3 separate regions of the Sus scrofa genome follow, and all the other regions are linked to region 2. A link is a contact called in public HiChIP or PLAC-seq data. All regions are on one chromosome and are shown on one strand. Each heading gives the region's core, a stretch centred on a gene start, on an enhancer-like site or on the middle of the called end of the contact. The rest is flanking DNA. Distances are from core to core; before and after follow the strand shown.

Region 1 (4,482 bases), core at 402-2,901, 180 kb after region 2:
CCTGAAAGTTATTACTTAACATGTATTCATCCAACGTGTGATGGGCTAACTTCCTGTCTAGATCACCCCCCAAATGAGGAAGTCTATGAAGATAAACACAGAGATCAATGCCCCAACAACTGGTTAGAGAAGTTAGAACCGAGTGAGCACGTTCAGACAAAAGAAACACTTTAGTTACCCTATGAAGAGACATAACCTCTGCTTTGGAATTGGTAGATGTTAGAAGCCAGTTAGGAAAATAAAGCTTATTTATACTGTGTCTGAGCAGTCACACATTTGGCTAGAATCCAGAGATAGGAGAAGTAGCTCTTATGTCCCAGAGTCCAGCAAAATATTCTATTTTGCTCTGGAGAATTCAAGAGTGTCGCTCCTATAGTTTTGAAAAGGTAGGTTAATTACATCCTTGGTGTATATATGTGACCAGTTGTTAAATACTTTTAAATGATCGTAAAGTTATTACCTTGGCCAATGACGTTTAACCCCATGTTTGGTAAGCACACGTTATTTAAGGTGCGTTGGTAAGCCATCAAGAGGCAATGTCGTCTCAGAGGCAAGTTAGTTAGACGTTATTGCCTGCGCTTAGTTATCTAGAAACGATGAGGGCAATTTTGAGTCCTGCCACCACCACTGCTACTGACGACACTCCTTTACTGCTATTAACATGTCTCCTACATTGCCGTTAGGAATAAATGAGATGCTATGTGTGTTTAGAAAATGGTCACGCACGACATGAGAGTTTGCTATGGTCATCATTCTGAATACTTCCAACAGTCCATGAAAATACAGAGAAAAATGGTTAACATAGGCCAGGATTTAGGAAACGAATTTCCATTTGGAGTAACCCACACAAAAATTTCTTTTCTCGATGAGCTAATTTAGAAACACATGTTCCTTCCTCCTGCTTTGGGGGTTTTCCAAAGGGCTTTTCTGAAAAGTTAAGACATTAAAACCCCAAACCAGAAACCAACCAAATGACTCGGGCAAAATGCAACAGGCACGCAAGTCCTGGATTTTCCCTGTGTGGCCAAGGGACCTGCTGCAATGTTCGTCCGGCGTGGGCGAGCTTCAGAAAGCTGCGTTTGGACTGCGTGTGGAGCGGAGGCCCTCAGGCCACTCTCGGCCCTCGCCTCCCACATTCAGTCCGCACGAAACACGAAACACAACGGTGAGAGCTTGGAAAGGCCGCAAGCATCATTTCGTCAGGCTCCTTCTTTGGAAAAGTGGAAAAACGAAGAGGGGGACGGGGTTGTCGGAGGTCACGCAGGAAGCCATGAAGAAGGACATTTAGTCGCTCGAACGACCAACAAGTCTAGTTGTCTTTCCACCGTAATTTGCATTTTGCAGATGGGATATTTTTCTATCACCATTTAAGAGCAGCCGAACACTCAGGTGTTCTTCTAGGGCTCAGACTAGGTATATAATGATAAAACTATTTCCTCTCTCTAGTTGAAACGTTGACGTTTTAAAAAAGAAGCTGAGGTTCAAGGTTAATAAAGAATACATTCTGTATACTGTCATTATAGCTAGAAAACTTACCTTCACAAAAAGCTCAATTTCAGGGTCTGCTGGACTGCTGGGCCTGGGACCTGCCATCCTTCTGGTTTTATTTCCAGTCGTCAGCCCCTCACCTTCTGCACACAAATTCTTTTCTTCCCGTTTTATCAAAAGGCTTAAATGAAAGTTGTGCTTTAAGAGGGAAGTCCAGTTTGTAAGAGTCAGAGCTGGGCTGGTCTCTCTTCGAGAGGTGGGGTGCAGAAAATTCTAGATGTTTGAGAGCAGCTCTTGAATTCGTTTTCCTTCTTCCTCTTAACCTAACATTTGAACCAAATAGGAGCTAGAGGGGTGTGTATAAACTGGCTGGCTAGAAGGGTGTGGGTGTTTCCAGAGAGGCTTCAATGCTATGACTCAGCATAGGAAAAACACATACACACAAACACACACATGAAATTCCAATATATCAAGCAGACCAGATGGCCTCTAGGGCCTCCTTTTGAAGCCTGGGCTCCATGCCCAGAAAATGGCCTCTTAGGCTGTTCTTGTAAACTGGCAGCAGCAAAAAGCTCTTCCAGGAAAAGGGCCAGAAATGGCTTGGGTTTTTAACATTGAAAAGGATGTTTATCTAATGACACTGTCTAAGAGGTGGTTTAAAAAGAGTGTACTTCATGCCCCCTCAATTCTGCTGCTGACAAGGTCAGATTTCCCTTTTGGGTTGCAAATTTCACTTCTCTTTTATAATCAAGGAATGTTTGCTGTGTTGGTTGAGTCTGGGGACATCTTTGCTTGTCCCACCTCTCTATTTCTGGGAAGGGCGGACCGGGAGGGATCACTTCCTGCTTGTGGTAACGGTACCAGGAACCACAAGCTGTTTTGTATCTCTGCTTGTTAACACTGGGAACAGCAGTAAACTACCCAGATTGATCACTCACTGGCTGCAGTGTTTTTGGCAGCCGTGCTTTCTGCCTGCCAGGACGAAGAAGGCGGGAGGCGGGCCCTGGAGGAATAACCCCCCTCTGAGAGGAAGAGTCTCTTTCTGCCTGGAGCCAAAGTGAACATAGATCCGCTCGTTGTTGGGGGCCCTGGGGACCCCCTTTCTACGACACCAAAGGTCCCCCGTGCCCATGTGGGCTGTACGTGATGCACCTGCCATCGTCCGCACGTGAAGAATTTACGGATGGGAGGCTCCGGGCAAAACCTGGTCCGTGCCACACCTGCAGGCTTTAGGCAAGGAGTGGCTGCCGATGGGAAGGAAGGTGAGTGCTCTTCGAGGTGTGGGGCCCGATGATTTCCCAGATGGTCGGCAGAGTGAGAGGGACATTCGGATCGACGTCTGCTGAGCTGACCTTGCGGGTGAGCGTGGGCCTGGCTGTTTGTTTGGCAGGACCCGGTGAATGCCTTGGCCATGTTTTTACTCTGTTCATTCATTCTTTCACTCCAAAGACAATCAATGGATGCTCACGCTGTGCCAAGATGCGGATCCACTCACTGAGATTAGCAGTTCAGGAGGACAGTACGTTCGAGAGGACGACGGGCATTCGGCTCTGAGCATGTTGAGTCTGAGGCATCCTCACTCTTCCCCATTCCCACGGCCAGATCAGTACAAAATCCTGTCCCTTCTGCATCCTGAGTGTGTTGTAAACCCATCCACCTCTCTTCGCCCCCACTGCTAGTCAAAAGTTCAACCCAGCAGCATCCTTTATCTATGAATTGGAAAAAATAGCGTGAAAGACCCAACTCCTCGTGTGAGCCTCAGCCCTCCTGGGAAGACCACCTCCCCTCCCGTGGGCACAGCAGCAGCGACAACAGTGCACGACAGCCCAGGGAGCTCTGTGCGGCCCCTGATACATTGTCAAAGACATGGCCTTGTTTTTCCTCCCATTCCCGAGGGGTTTTTAAAGGTTGTATCGAGATGCAGTTTACATACCAGGAAACGGACTCGCTCAAGGATTTTTGGGACGTTTACCGCGTGGTGCCGCCATCGCCATGATCCAGTCTGAGATCTTTCCATCCCCCCATCACATCTCTCCCCTGCCCGTGGGTACCCAGTCCTCTTTACCACCCGAGCCCCTGGCGGCCATGGGTGAGCTTCCTGTCTCTGTGGGTTTCCCTGCCATGGACAGTTCCCGTAAGTGGAATCACACAGCATGCAGGCTTTGGGGACCTGCTTCTTTTCCTTGGTGTGAGGCGTTCGAGGGGCGTCCACGTCGTAGTGTGACTCGGCACTTTATTACTTTTGGGGGGGTGGGGGTGGGGGCGGGGGGGCGCACGCTTGGCATGTGGAAGGCCCCGGGCCAGGGATCAAACCCGCCCCACAGGCGTGGTGTGCACCGCAGCTGTGGCAACACCGGGTCCTTAACCCACTGTGCCACACGGGAACTCGCAGTACGTCATACTTCTGGTGGCCACCCCGTGGTATATAATGTGTGTCTATACCACCTCTTGTTTGTGCACGTCTGGGTGATTTCCACCTTGGGGCCATGGGTGAATAAGGCTGGTAGGGGCATTCACATCTCAGATTTGGGGTGTACATATGTCTTCAGGGCTCTTGCATAGATACCTAGGAGTGGGGTTGCTGGATCAAATGATAGTTGCGTGTCTCATCTTTTGCCGAAATCGTTTTCCCAGGGGGCTGCACCATTTTACATTGATTACATTCACATGCACCACCAGCCGTGTATAAAGGTTTTAATTTCTCCACATCCTCACCAATATTTGCTGTTTTTCCTTTTAATAAATTTACAGCTGCCCTTGTGGGTGTGAAGTGATACCTCTTTGTGGTTTGGAGTTGCATTTCCCTAATGACTAATGATGCTGACCGTCTTTTCATGTGCTTTTTGGCGATTTGTGTATCTATTTTTGGTAAATATCTATCCATGGCCTCTGATATTTTTCTTTTTTCTTTTTATGGCTGCATTTGCAGCATGTGGCAGTTCCTGGACTATGGGTTGAACTGGAGCTGCAGCTGCAGGCCAACGCCACAGCCAC
Region 2 (4,250 bases), core at 75-2,574:
TTGCACCATCAGGGCAGGGCATGATAGCCACCAATAGCACCTGAAAATAAGGCATGGTGTAAAGTTGAAGCTTAAGAGAAAAACGAGGTGGGTCCAATGTGACTGCACACTTGCAATTTTGCCCAAGCTTCCTCATTATCAAAAGTAATCATGGACGCATGTGCCATATGATCCTTAAACATTAGGAAAACCTGGAGGTTGCTGGCAGGTATATTGCAGATATAGTTGCACTGGATGCGGGCCCTATTAGTGGGGAGACTTGTGTTGGAACTGACTTGGGAGAAAAGAGCAAAGCATCAACACCTCTTCGAGGGGCACCCTGGGCATGTTCCCTTTCCAGTACTGCCATGTCGGCCTGGCTTCAAAAGTACCCACGGAATAGAAAACCACATCAAACGAACATAGACCCCGATGGGGCCGTGCAGGCAGCACGGCATAGATTCGTCTTTGATTGAGACTCGTACCTCGAATCCACGTGTAATTCCTTCCTAACCTTGGGAGCTGCAAGGGCGGTCCTTTCCCCTAAGGCATGTTTGTTACGCCTCCAAAGACAATGCCTTTTACCCATCATTTCACCATGTCTGATATCCTCGAGACAAGGAGAGCTGAGGAAACTTGCATCGTGCACATCTGCTGCGATACATCCGACCTTGAATTAAAACTGAAGTTCCCCGTTCCCCTTCCCTGTATCCAACAAACAGATACCTAAAAGCCTCTGCAGAAAGGAGCAGCCGCCAAGCTTAAGAGTGATACTTTTTTAGATACAGTATAGCACTGTTGCTGCCGAGAGGTTACTCACATGAATATAATGTTTCTTGGGCTAATTAATCCGCCTCGAGAGCTGCGAGGCTAAAACTTCTGGTCACCCACCCCGGGCCACTCAAGCCGGGATCGGGACGTGAGCCCGGGACGAGGCGAGGGGCATTCCGGGCCGAGGTCACCAGAACCGAAGTTACAAGGCGCGGGCCGGCAACCGGAAGTGGTCCAGGGAAGGAGAGTTGGACAACATTCGGGGGCCCCTAACTTGGAAACAAAACAAAAGAAAAGAAAACCTTGACTGAGGGCCGAATTGCAAAAGAACGTCCCCTTGGCTCAAGAGGCCGGCGCGCGAGGCGATGTCGCCTCGGAGGGAGGTCCCCGGAGCGAGTAGGCCGCGCAAGACTCTTCTCAACGGGCGGGCAAAATGGGCGCCGGCGCTCGGGAGGCGCCAGCCCGGCCGCCCGGCCGCTCCTTACAGACCACGGCCGCCTGCGGCCCGAGAGCGCCGCCTCCCTGCAGCCCCCCGCGCCCGGCCTGACGTCCCGACCTCGGCCGGCCGCCGCCCTCCGCCGCGCTGGCCACGCCTGCCCCAACCGGCGCGGGCGTCTCCCAGGTGCCGCCGGGCCGGCCCCGCCCCCGCGCGGCCCCGCCCCCGCGCGCCCGCCCCGCGCCCGCCGGCCCCGCCCCCCGGCCCGCCCCCGCGGAACCCGGAGCCGGAGCACTGGGTTGGCCAGGCCCGAGCGGGCCCGAGGCGGACGTGAGCGGGGTCGGACCAAGATGGCGGTGCAGGTGGTGCAGGCGGTGCAAGCGGTTCATCTGGAGTCGGATGCTTTCCTCGTCTGTCTCAACCACGCTCTGAGCACCGAGAAGGAGGAGGTGATGGGCCTGTGCATAGGCGAGGTGAGTCCGTCGGTCAGTTGCCCCGGGCCGGAACTGCGCGGAGTGCTCGGTCCCACCGCGTCCCCGGGTGGGGTGCCGGCGCCGTCCAGGGCTGCGGAGGCCACAGGCTCCCCTGACTTGGCTCCTGGGGTAGATCCTTGGGATGATCCTGTCGCCGGGGTCCCCTTTCCTCCGCTCGCTTCCTGCTCGTTTAGCCTTCCGCGAGCCCCCAGCGAGCCGCAGAAGCCTCAGGGAAGGGGGGCGGGGAGGGGGGGAAGCCTTGCTTTTTCTCTTGCAGTCTGGGTTTTCTCTAGAGCTGGAGTTATCACCCCATTCACCACCACAACCGCAAGTGAGACCCGAAAAACATTATTGCATAACGCGGACGTCGGTGTGTTAGCAAGCGGCTGGCCGCAATTAGGGTCCCTAGCCTCGCCTCGGTTGTTCCCTCTAGAAATCATTTGGAAGGTACCACATAACCCAAGACTTCAGAATTTCCGCTGCGTTCAGTATTGCAGAGGGGCGAAATAGCATGACGAACTAGAGCTTACTTGTGGACAATCCCAAATAAGAATTCTTTACTCCTTCGTGCAGCTGTGCAGGAGCACGTAACCTAAATTTCATGTAGTCTGCATGCATTTACATCTGATAAGCTTAATGTGATCAATAATGTTTTCTGCTCTTTCCCACTCTAGTTGAATGATGACCCAAGGTAAGACCGCATTTGTTTACTCCTGTCTTTTGATCTCTGTGTCCCTGTTAACTTACAATGATCACAAGTTTGGCAATGTTTTTTATAGGTTGTGTTTTAACTTACCATTAGGACCCTGGCTCCCCCGCAATAATACACTTTTACTTCCACCTCAACCCTGACAGTTGCTTTCCGCCTTACTTTCCAGCACGAGGATTTTTGCTTGAGATATTTATGACCCTATGGGGAAAAGATGGGGGGGGGGGGGAGATCACCAGGGAACCTGTTGAAAGCTCTTTGCGCATATTAAGAGACACTGCCCCCTCTTAATCCACTTCTCCATCTAAACTGTCAGTAGCTTTCTGCCTGCCCCTGATATGCCCTACAGTGATTTCAGAGACCCCCCCACCCCCAGTGGCTCAAATGCTTGAGGTGGTGGAAGCTTTGGGTTTCCTTTATTTAAACTTCACAGCATAGCAGCGTCTACTTGTCAAACCCACCTCCTTAACACGCATGATTAAAGGAGTTTAACATGTCGCTCTGCCTTGCCCACGACAACTATGCACTTAGCCACTTAGGCATGTGACACACTGCTTCTAACAGATATGTGAGCACTGCCCTAGCCTCAGTTTACTTGCCCTCCTCCTCCTTCGTGTCTGCTGTTTCATTGCAAAAACTGCTAATCCTGTTACTTTGCTTTGATACCTTTTTATATTCCAAACCTCAGCTCCCTTTTTTCTAATTTATCCCCAAAAGGAGTGACCCCAAATTTACATATACTGGAACTGAAATGCGCACAGTTGCTGAAAAGGTACGTGTGCTCTAATTTTGCATGATGGAAACTCGCACTTGGGGAGGGATTTCTGTTCTCAGCCAGGGATTAGGCCAGTTTGTGCAGAGCTGTCAGGCAGCAACCCCACCTCCTTAGGTACAGTCTTCACATCACAACCACGTTGCCTCCCTTCTCCCCACGTCGGGGAAAGAAGTCCACTTCCTGTCCACAGCTTCTGTAGACACTTGCTTATCAAATATCCTATTTCTCTTCTGAGTCTTCAGCCTGTTGCTGTCATCTGGCTTTTCCCCCTTAGGATACAACTGTGCCTAAATTACTCTCATTTTCAGAAAGAAAAATAACTTCTCAATCCTGGAACCTCCTGCAGTTAACTGCTATTGTACCCTTCCCTTCATAGCCAGGCCTCTTAAGAGAACAGGCTACCGTCAGAACCCCTTCACCTGCACCAGTGAAACCCACCAAGGCCTGGTTTCCGGTTCCGTCTCTCCAGCCAGCTCCTCGTGGCTCCCTCGGCACATTCCTCTTGCCATATCACTTCCCACACCTGGCTGCACCTTGGAATCCTTACAAAATCCGGATGCCGACTACTACGTGGGTCTTTGGTGAGATCTGTGTGGCTGGAGTTTGAAAAGCTCCGGTGATTCTAAGGTGCTGCCAAGTTGGGGAACCACTGCCTGACATTCTGAACCATTAAGGTACACCGCTTTTAGGTTTGTTTGGCAACACTTCATCCCAACTGCTGCTGCCTTATTTGAGGTCCTTCTCATTGCCTTTGTCGAATACCGCGTTAGCCTCTGCCCTGCTTGCCCGGTCGTGAGTCTGTCTGGCCGCTAGTCTTCTGACTGCTTGGGATATGATCTTTGGAGAAGGTTTAGGTCTGATATAACTTGGCTTCAAACTCAGTGCTTTCCCCTTACCTTGAGGATGAAGTCGCATTAGTGACGCATTCAGGATCTTTCGTGATCTCATTTCTGTTTGTCGTGTCCTTCCATTTCTTTACGTGGCTCCAAGTTCCAGCCGTGGTAAATGACGTCACTTTGCAGACGATGCTGCTTTCCTTGTGGGAGCTGCTGGGTATGACGCCTGGACGGCTTCCTTCTCCTTCTCTGCTTGCAGTTCAGCCCAGGT
Region 3 (3,857 bases), core at 967-3,466, 130 kb before region 2:
CCCAGGGGTGTGTGTGTAGGGCGGTGGTTGTGAAGCCTCAGCCAAGTGAGCTGATGGTGAGGAAGAAAAAAAAAATCACATGTCCGAGCTTATGAGGAACCAAGTGGTTTGAGACTGTGATTTCCTCCTAGTGCCTAACTTCCAATTCCGTGCCCTCATCGGAATAACTGCAGTGTCCTGCTCAGCCTGGCACGCATTTCAGCCTCGACTATCGAGGTCTTGACTTGAAAGGACAGGCAGGTGCGAACACTGCACTCTGGTGCAGAATCTAAACCACAGGCAGGATGTGCGCTGTGCCTCAGCTCTGCAGATACAAAATCGTTCCCCACAGCCCCAGTCTGCTTTCCCTGAGGATCTTCGGTCCTTCATCCGCGCAAGGAGAAGGCGAGGCCGACGCTCACGGCCAGCTCTCCCGTCTCCAACTCATCCAGCAAACATTTCGGAAGGCCCACTTACTAGGCATTTAACTTGTAAAAAGCGAGTGTGAAACAGCCCTGCCCTGTGGTGCACGAGAGATTCCCACTGTGAGTTCGGACCCTGGGTTCTCAAAGGCCACCGTGCTTCTGCCCGGCGCGCTCTCTGTTTCTCTGTCCCTGCGGCCGCTCTCTCTTGGTACCTGGCCACCAGGCTGCGCGGAGGGGCGCTGGCCTGTGCCGGCTGGTGGCTGCAATGAGAGATGCGCCCGCGGGAGAGACCTACGTGCTGCGTGCGAGCCGCATCTACGAGTATGAGATAAGAAGAAGACGACCAGCCTCCCCTCTGGGCGTCTTTGGGGACAGTGGTTGGGAGCTCTGTCCCGGCCACCCCGGGAGTCTGGAGGGCAGAATCATCTCCGAAAGGATCCTCCGCCGGCCGGCACCAGGGGCCCTGCCGAAATGCAGAGGCCGGTGAGCGAGCACTTTAGAGCCGGGGTTGGCTTTCACAGCCTTTTTGCTGACACAAAAACAAGCATCTCAACAACACCGAGCGGACCTACTCCCAGATCTGCTCCTTCGTGTCTCTCCGTTACCCAGACTTCCGTCCACAGAGAAGTTTTCCTTGACCTTAAGACGCTCCCTGGCCAGGCCGCGGCCTCTCCGTTTCCCGCCCAGAGGTTCCGTTGGGGGCAACAACCCATCGCGCCCGAGGTCCCGCACGGAACCCCGGGGGCGGGACCTCCGCCCGGGGGGCAGGACCCCCGAGGACAGGGCCGCGGCGGGCGGCGCGGCCTAGAGACGCGGGCCGGCCCCTCCTGCTGCGCCCGGGGGATCCGGGGGCCGCTCACCTCGGGCCGGCTGCGCTTCTGCAGCAAGTGCTCCAGGTAGAGGTCGGAGAGCGCCGTGCGCATGCTGCCCCCGCCCTCGCTCTCGCTCGCCTTGAGCGTCATCCTGCGGGAGCCGGGGCGCGGGGACGCGGGGACGCAGAGACTCGGGGCCGGGCAGAGCCTGGAGTGCGAGCGCCCCGGGCCTGCGGCGCGGAGGCGGCGGAGGCGGCGGAGACCGAGGGAACGCGGCGCGGCTGGGCCCGTCACCACCCCGCGGGCGGCGCGCCGGGCGGGCGTGGGAGGAGCCCCGCCCCGCCCCCGAGCCCGCCTCCCGCCCCGCCCCCGAGCCCGCCTCCCGGGCCCGGACTGGGCGGGGCCTCCCCCACCCCGCCCGCTCGAGCTCGGGCTCTTCGTCTCCCCGAGCTCGCGGGGGCGGCGCGGAAGCGTCCGCGGGCTGTGCTGGCGGCCGCTCCAACTCCAGGCTCTACCCGGAAATCGACGCCGGCACAGGACGTTGAGGAAACGCGTTTTCAGGCTCCTGTGCGGCGGGTACACTGTCATCTACGTTTCGCCTGTAGTTCAGCGATGGAAGGAAGACCTGCTTGCCTCCAACGGCAAACTGTTCTTACTTAGGCTGCGTCTCCTACTGTTCACGCCACGAAAAAATTGAGGGATCAGTGGAAGCAAAGTGAGCCAACACTTCTTACAAATCCTAGAGCAGAATTCCTTCGTATCCTGACACCTTCGTAGCTTAAAACTGCAGCCTGAAGGACGAAAGACATTCTGAACGGAACCTTTACTGAGCTTCCAGAACTCAGGGCTGTTCACCATCTGTACACACCTTGACCCCAAGGGAGTAAATTCCCAGTAGAAGCAGTTCGTTACTCTATGCAGTCTTAGTCGGACCTTCCAGGAGCTCAGGGCCAAGAGGAGAAAATCCAAGGGCAAGAGTTTGGAGCCAGATAGCCCAGTGTTTTCTGCTAAAAGCCTGAGCTCACGTGATTGATGGCTCCCTTCACCAATATTACCCTTAAGGAACTATAACAGGAACACACACCCACACTCACACGCGCCCACACGGGGGCGGGGGGGAGACGGAAGAGAGCTATTGAAATTAAGACAGTGGGATGTTGGTGGAGGGATAGAATAATTGAGCAACAAGATGGGTTAGAAAATGAAGAAACACACATTGGCATGTGTGTAACTGTGTAAATGATGCAGGTTCCATGTTAGCTAAGAAAGTAAGTTGTCATTAACTGAAGCTGGAAATGGTTATTTGTATGGAAGACATGAAATGGGAACTCTCCTCCATGCCGCATGGAAAAAAAAGTCTATTCCACATCAATTAAGAATATGTCGAAAACACAACTTTAAAGCTCTTGACAGAAAACATCAGCAAAGAACTTTTAGACTGTGGGATAAAGAAAGATTTCTTAAACAATGCAAATAAACCATTTTCTATAAGATAATACTGACCAATTCGACTTTAAGAAATTTTACTCAACAAAAGACAAACTAAAGGGAGTTCCCTGGTGGTCTACTGGTTAGGATTCCATGCTCTCACCCCTGTGGCCCAGGTTCAATCTCTGATCTGGGAACTGAGACCCCACATCAAGCCACCATGAGCCATGGCCAAAAAAAAATAAAAAATAAAAAAGACAAAGCAAAAAGCAAAAAAAAAGTCCAGATGTGCATCGGAAGAAAATATTTTCAATACATGCACGTGATGAAGAATTCCTATTGTGAATATATGAAGGACTACAAACTAATAAGAAAAACAGAACCAACTCAGCAGAAAGATGAGTAAAAAAGACAAACATTTCACCGGCGGAGGAACATATATGAACCATAAACATATCAACCTCATTAGTGATCAGACCCCAGTGAAACACCACTGTACATCCATTCCATTATCAAAACTTTCCAAGTCTAACAATATCAAGCGCTGGAGAAGATGTGAATCCATGTGAGTTCTTGAACATTGCCGCTGGGAGTCTAAGTTGGTAATACTGTTTAGGAGAATGGTTTTTCATTATCTTCTAAAGTTGAACATGCATCTACCCTCTGAGCCCGCAGTTCCATCCTAGGGGTAGATATAAATGCCCATTCCAATCAAAAATCTCCACAGATACGTTTTGTGAAGCTTGATAATCTAATTTTAAAGGGCTTGTAAAGAACAAGAATGGCCAAAGTACTCTAGAAGAACAATGCGGGGGGACCCGCCTTCTGGACCACAAGAGCTAGAATAAAGCTGTGTTAATGCAGAGCGTGAGCAATAGACACAGAATCGGCACATAGACCAAAGCGACAGGAGACACAGTAGAAATGGCTACAGGCGACACGGCCGAGCAGCAGGGGAAGTGTAGACTTGCACTAAGTGCTCCAGGGCGCATCCAAACAGAAACCCAGACTGGTGACAGGTGAAGGCAAACACTTTATCTAACCCTCACACTTGGAAGAGCTTCAGAGGGAATGACTCCTTGAGCAAAGTTTAAAGTTTTCATTGCGGCAAAGCTCAGGGTGGAAGAGCACTGGGAGAGGGAGTCGGCTGACTCAGAGGATGCTCGCCTTTTTCTGGTCGGCTGGTTCCAGTTCAGGGTGCTCATTGCTTAGA

Evidence for each region. HiChIP or PLAC-seq counts read pairs in DNA pulled down with a chosen protein or histone mark.
Region 1: an H3K27ac HiChIP or PLAC-seq map of alveolar macrophages shows a contact between it and region 2. The contact joins the promoter of CLIC2 here to the promoter of CMC4 in region 2. A contact is called at or near these places in 2 of 2 datasets of contacts at active chromatin or transcription factors (alveolar macrophages and skeletal muscle).
Region 3: a contact with region 2 is called in an H3K27ac HiChIP or PLAC-seq map of skeletal muscle. The contact joins the promoter of MPP1 here to the promoter of CMC4 in region 2. A contact is called at or near these places in 2 of 5 promoter capture datasets (liver and skeletal muscle), 1 of 47 Hi-C or Micro-C datasets (heart right ventricle) and 2 of 2 datasets of contacts at active chromatin or transcription factors (alveolar macrophages and skeletal muscle).

Annotation. Positions count from the first base shown.
Region 1 is chrX:125,558,408-125,562,889 of Sscrofa11.1, forward strand. It overlaps CLIC2 (chloride intracellular channel 2), which reads right to left and starts at 1,652. Exons shown (of 6, transcript NM_001244428.1): 1 at 1,537-1,652. The coding sequence starts at 1,593. It overlaps LOC100620916 (histone H2A-Bbd type 2/3-like), which reads left to right and starts at 1,954. Exons shown (of 5, transcript XR_002340766.1): 1 at 1,954-2,750.
Region 2 is chrX:125,381,948-125,386,197 of Sscrofa11.1, forward strand. It overlaps CMC4 (cx9C motif-containing protein 4), which reads right to left and starts at 1,325. Exons shown (of 3, transcript XM_021079968.1): 1 at 1,307-1,325. BRCC3 (BRCA1/BRCA2-containing complex subunit 3) reads left to right here and starts at 1,457. Exons shown (of 11, transcript NM_001243023.1): 1 at 1,457-1,659; 2 at 2,334-2,350; 3 at 3,086-3,140. The coding sequence starts at 1,537.
Region 3 is chrX:125,250,168-125,254,024 of Sscrofa11.1, forward strand. MPP1 (55 kDa erythrocyte membrane protein) reads right to left here and starts at 2,217. Exons shown (of 12, transcript XM_021080526.1): 1 at 2,085-2,217.